2 separate regions of the Pan troglodytes genome follow, and region 1 is linked to region 2. The links are chromatin contacts, called in public HiChIP or PLAC-seq maps. All regions are on one chromosome and are shown on one strand. The core of a region is the stretch at or near the end of the contact, and the rest is flanking DNA. Distances in the headings are between cores, read along the strand shown. Region 1 holds the start of C1QTNF5 (C1q and TNF related 5). Region 2 holds the start of H2AX (H2A.X variant histone).

Region 1 (2,743 bases), core at 115-2,614, 250 kb after region 2:
ACTGGAAGAAAGAGGCAATGGATTCGCCATTCTTCACCAGATCAAACTGCAGGCTGGCCCGGTAGACGGTGGCATGGACGGCGAAGTAGTAGACCCCAGGCACCTGGCAGGTGAACTTGCCGGTGACGGCGTCGTAATGTCCCTGCTCGTTCACCAGCACGCGGTCGAAGGGCAAGGGTGCGTCAGACGGCGGAGGCACCCGGCTCTCGGAGCGCTTGGCGCTGAAGGCGGATCGCGGAGGCACCGAGCACTCCCCGGCAGGCCCGGTGGGCCCCGCGGGTCCCGCCTCTCCTCGCGGCCCGGGGTCCCCTCGAGGTCCCGGCAGTCCTGCGGGGTAAGGGGGGCGGCAGGATGAGAGTAGCGGCGGCTCAGCCCGCAGCGGGGCGGCGACTCTAAGGTCACCGTACCCCTCCCCGCCCCTGCCTGAGCTTCGGCCAGCGCCTCCTCCCGCACGGGTACCTCCTCCACCCCTTCCCGCAGGGCAGATCTGGGGGGCTGGCCAAGGGGGCTCCCGCCGCCTGGGCCCCTCCCCCGCTCAGGACTGCAAAGCGCGGGGAGTGGCGCCCCCTGGCGGGAGACCCGAGTCCCGGACACCGGGAGCTGGAGCTGCGACCGCGCCTGCTCGGACATCGCCACCGATAGCCGCGGCGGTGCCTTCTTACCCGGCCTCCCGCCCTCGCCTTTCTCTCCCGGAGCCCCGGGCGCGCCGTCGCGGCCGTCGCGGCCATCGCGGCCCGGCAAGCCCTGGCTGCCATGGTGGCCCGGCGTGCCTGGAAGGCCGGGGTGCCCCGGGCACAGGCTGGGGATCTTGTTGTCGTCCAGTGGGGGCGAGCCGGCCGCCAGGCCCAGGAGCAGCAGGACGAGGAGCGGCCTCATAGCGCTGGCACCGGGAGCCCGGACGCCGGGGTCCTCTCGCAGTCTGTGGACCAGGCAGGACTGGAGTCGGGACCCAGAATCCTGGGACCTGCCTCTCTCCCCACCCCGGCGCGGCCCAGTCGGTCCCCACCCCACTGCCGTGCCCCTGAGGCTGAGCGCTCGCAGGGCCGAGCATCCGGAGAGCACAGGCAGGCGAGAGAGGGTGGGAGCGGCCAGCCCTCCCTCCCACCGCCGGCCCGCGCCAGCCTTTCCCACAGTCCCCTCCCCAGCCCCTTTCCCCTCCTCCGCCAGACTCACCCCCCGTCCCGGCTCCCCGATGGCCTCCTTCGGGGCGCTCGCTACTCCGGACCCTCCAGTTGGTGGTGCTCCAGCCCCCGCGCTTCTCCCCGGCCAGGCGCCCCCTGCCCTGCCGTCACCCCAGTCCTGGTTCGCTCCCTGCCGGCTCCGCTTTCCTCCTCCCAGCCTCCAAGAGGAAACCAGTTGTTCAGGGGCCAAGAGCTCCCGGACCGGGAAATAGCTGGGAAATAACTCGTGGTGTCGCCCGGCGGCCGGCCAAAGTTTAGGGGGAGAAAGGAGGGGGAGAGAGACTTGAGCTGGGCACAGAGAGGCAGAACTTCGAGAGACGGACACACAGGGCACCTCCTGTTCCCAGGGCCAGAGGAGAGGCGGGGCAGTGGCAGAGACCAAGGACCAGACCCCATTTCAGGGAGAAATACGCAGAGAGATGAGGGTGGAGAGTTCTAGAGGCAGACAGCCAGTTGGATCCCTAGGGCCTAGGACAGGGCCTGCCTCGTGAATAGATGCTCAGTACATTTTTGTTGAATCAAGGAAAAGGTCAGAAGGCAGGCGATGGAGAAGCTGAAAAAGCAGATGGAAAGGAGAAGAGGCCTGGATGGGAAGCGGTCTCGATTGTCCGGTGGCACAGTGTGGGGCCAGTCAGCAGCCTGGGACCGGTAAAGGGACAGGAAGGAGCAGGGAGGGTGGTAGGGTCCCATGAGCCCCAGCTGAGGACTTCTCTTCCCCCTCCCTGGGAGCCCCAGAGAAGGATGGGTAGAGACCCTGCTGGTGCTCCTTCCTTTGTTCCCCTGCGTGCCAGCCCTGACCGGCAAAAGAGGACGGGCAGGAAGAGGGCAGGGGCCGGCTTCAGGGTCAGGGCTGGGCACAAGCTTCCAGGTCAGCTGCCTCTGGCAGCCTGTTGCAGTTGAAGGGCCAGGGGGTGCCCAGTAGTGCCAGGCCAGACTGGCACTGGTGCTCCGCTTCCTGGCAGACAGAGCGGCAAGGGGGCAGAACACTGCCTAGTGGGGTGCAACGGGGCACAAGCAGCCCACACAGGAGCCTCCGGAAATGCTGGTAGCAGGGCAGGCTTGTCAGGCTCTGTGGAGGGAGAGTGGCCTTCAGGCACCTGCTCCCAGGCTCCTCCCCTCCCAGGCCCGCCCTCCTTCCCTCCACCCAGAAGACCTTGTAACCGCTGAGGACCTCTGCCACCTCCTCCTGGGTGGTCATGCCCACCCAGATGTTAGGGAAGGCCGTGGTGTTGTAGCTCAGACCGAGGCACATCTCCACCTGGACAGGCTCACAGGCCAGCTCTGCAGGGGTGGAGGGGAGGGCCACTGTGGGGACTGCTCACTGGCTCTGTGGCCTGTGGCAAGTCACCGAATCGCTCGGTCCTGTGTGTACATGGGTCCAATGGGGATGGTTGTGAGGAAGCAAGAGGATAACAAAGAGACAGGCTGTACACACTCTGAGGATCCCTGCCATCCCTGAGAGCCTGCTCCAGCATCGCTTGCCAGCCCTGGGCATCATGCAGGCATGTCTTTAATCTCAGGGAACATGGGGCACCCGCATTTGCAGGGACCGCTTGGGCATC
Region 2 (2,700 bases), core at 112-2,611:
TGGGTCCCGGCCGCAGAAGGGGCGCCAGACCGAAATCAGCGATCGCGTCTCTCCCACCAAAGCCTCCAGGCCAGCGGCCGCGTCTGCAAGTCCCGGGCTGAGCACCAGGCCGGGGGAGTACCAGACACCCCGGCTGCAGCTGCCGAGGGCCTCACTCACCTTCAGGGCCGCCGGCCTCTCGGCCTGCACTGCCCACCTCGGCCCTGCGTCAGAGCGGAAGGCCAAGTCTTCCAGAAGGTGCTGCGGCCTCCCCGCAGCCCCTCGGCGACTCGGGATGGGGCGGCTGAGTCACGAACGCCGAGGCGGGCAGGCTCGGGTCTTCCGCGCCACGGAGGTCCCCGAAGAGCGCCCAAGCCGCATCCGGAAGGCCCGAACCCTACCGGAGGGCGGACGGCGGACAGGGCAGGGCCCGAGGCCGACGCGGCAGGCGGTGCGGGACAGGAGCGGGGGCGGGCGGGGACTCGAGGCCGGGCGGCGAAGGCGGGCGAGGGGAGGGGAAGGGAGCCGGGAGCCGCGGCCCGCTTGCCCCGCAGTCTGAAGTGGCTCAGCTCTTTCCATGAGGGCGGTGGTGGCCCTTAAAAGGGCCTTTGTGGTGGCATGGGGAGGCCTGGCGGCCGGCCGCGGCGCGGGCCCTCTTAGTACTCCTGGGAGGCCTGGGTGGCCTTCTTGCCGCCCGAGGGCGCCTTCGGCCCCACGGTGGCGCTGGTCTTCTTGGGCAGCAGCACGGCCTGGATGTTGGGCAGGACGCCTCCCTGGGCGATCGTCACGCCGCCCAGCAGCTTGTTGAGCTCCTCGTCGTTGCGGATGGCCAGCTGCAGGTGGCGGGGGATGATTCGCGTCTTCTTGTTGTCGCGGGCCGCATTGCCCGCCAGCTCCAGGATCTCAGCGGTGAGGTACTCCAGCACTGCCGCCAGGTACACTGGCGCGCCGGCGCCAACGCGCTCGGCGTAGTGGCCCTTCCGCAGCAGCCGGTGTACGCGGCCCACTGGGAACTGGAGGCCGGCGCGCGACGAGCGCGACTTGGCCTTGGCGCGGGCCTTGCCGCCAGTCTTGCCGCGGCCCGACATGCTAGCGAGGTAGACCGGTGAAGCACGACGGCTCAAACGCTAGAACAGACGCCCGCCGCAGTGTAACTGCTGTCGCGCGCGCGCCGCGAGGCCGCCTTTATAAGCCCCCAGGACACACCTCTGCGCCCTCCTGATTGGCTCTTTTCTCCAATCCCCGCCTCCGGTTGGTTGCGGTTAACCCTTGGGTGTCGCGGCTCGGCTGAAGGAGCGCGCCCGCTGATTGGTCGAATTTGAAAACCTTTTGCCCGGGGAGAAAAGGCGAGGAGGAGGGGTAGCACGCAGACTGCCAACTATCCCCTGATGTAGCCAATCCTTGTAAAGCGCGCGAGATTTAAACACTACAATCGGAAACCAGAACCGGAAGACCAAAGGGGTGGAGTCTGAGGCCACCTAGAGAGCGTCTGGGAAATCTGTGCTGGCGTAGGATTTTTAAAGGAAAGGGGTCAATATTATAGCTACTGCAGCCCTCCTTTCCAGGTCCAGTCACTCCCTACTCCCTTCTCCTACCTGACAAAGGGAGAATGGAAAAGGGAAGAAATTAGACCCCTTAAAAGTTTTCTTTTTTTTTTTCTTTCTTTTTTTAATAGACCGGGTGTCACTGGCTCTGTCACCCAGGCTGGAGTGCAGTAGTGTGATCTCAGCTCACTGCAGCCTCGAACTCCTGGGCTCAAGGAATCCTCCCTGCTAAACCTCCCTCGTAGCTGGTACTACAAGTGCTCCACCACACTTGGCTAATTATTTTATTTTTGTAGAGACGGAGTCTCATTTTGTTGCCCAGGCTGTCTTGAATTCCTGGGCTCAGGCAATCCTCCTGCCTCAGCCTCCTAAAGTGCTGGGATTACAGGCATGAGCCACTGCACCCGGTGACTCTTTGAAAGTTTGATCCCATGCCAGGAAACAGGATAACTTCAATTTTGTGGCCCTCCATGCCACCTGAAGTATCAGGATTTAAATATTTATTCAATATGTTCTGTTTGGTCTCAGTTCTGTTCACTTCTTGTTAGACGGGGTCTGATGGGGCAGAGAGATAGGCATCCTGTTGGAAGAAGTACCCCCACCACCCCTCCCAATCTACCCAAAAATGCCCATATAGGAAATATACCTAAACAATAAGAAAAAGACAACACTTTATTGTCTCCATTGAGAGCATGTGGCCCCCTGCTTAGTTCTTACTAATCAGAACACTTAATTTACAATCAAATGACATGTCACCGTGGAGCCTGTGTTCCTAGCCCTGGCCCAAGTTCTATCCCAAAAACCAGTGGTTCCTTGAGAGTCAGGACTCTGAAATGTGAGTGTGGATAACTGCAAAAAAAGCTGCTGTATCCCACCCTATGAGGCTGCAAAGATGGGATGGAGAGGGAGAGAGTAGCAAGTCGCAGAAAGCCATAGGTAAAATCCAATCAGTAGTCAGTAGAGGGCAAGAAACGCCCAGGATGCCAATGATCACAGAGAAAGGAAAATGCTGAGAACAAAATCTGGAGGAGTATGAAGAGTGAGAGAGGCCTGGGCAAGGAGGCAGTCTGGGACCAGAGAGAGAGGTCAGCCTGAGTCAGGAATCCTAGAGACTGTGAGGTAAAGGACAATGATCAAGGGACTCAGACATCATAGAAGAGTCGAACGAGCTGATATC

The links. HiChIP or PLAC-seq counts read pairs in DNA pulled down with a chosen protein or histone mark.
Region 1: an H3K4me3 HiChIP or PLAC-seq map of stem cell-derived excitatory neurons shows a contact between it and region 2, with 7 times the contacts expected there. The contact joins the promoter of C1QTNF5 here to the promoter of H2AX in region 2. A contact is called at or near these places in 2 of 7 Hi-C or Micro-C datasets (induced pluripotent stem cells and stem cell-derived neural progenitor cells), 1 of 1 datasets of contacts at active chromatin or transcription factors (stem cell-derived excitatory neurons) and 1 of 1 other capture datasets (stem cell-derived neural stem cells).

The regions. Positions count from the first base shown.
Region 1 is chr9:121,286,714-121,289,456 of NHGRI_mPanTro3-v2.0_pri, forward strand. It overlaps C1QTNF5 (C1q and TNF related 5), which reads right to left and starts at 1,365. Exons shown (of 3, transcript NM_001428085.1): 1 at 1,174-1,365; 2 at 663-919; 3 at 1-327. The coding sequence starts at 876. It overlaps MFRP (membrane frizzled-related protein), which reads right to left. Exons shown (of 13, transcript XM_009424324.5): 12 at 2,335-2,462; 13 at 2,026-2,250. The coding sequence ends at 2,026.
Region 2 is chr9:121,038,030-121,040,729 of NHGRI_mPanTro3-v2.0_pri, forward strand. H2AX (H2A.X variant histone) reads right to left here and starts at 1,362. Exons shown (of 2, transcript XM_016922128.4): 1 at 160-1,362. The coding sequence starts at 1,067. The coding sequence ends at 636. DPAGT1 (dolichyl-phosphate N-acetylglucosaminephosphotransferase 1) reads right to left here. Exons shown (of 9, transcript XM_001165129.6): 9 at 2,178-2,700. The coding sequence ends at 2,666.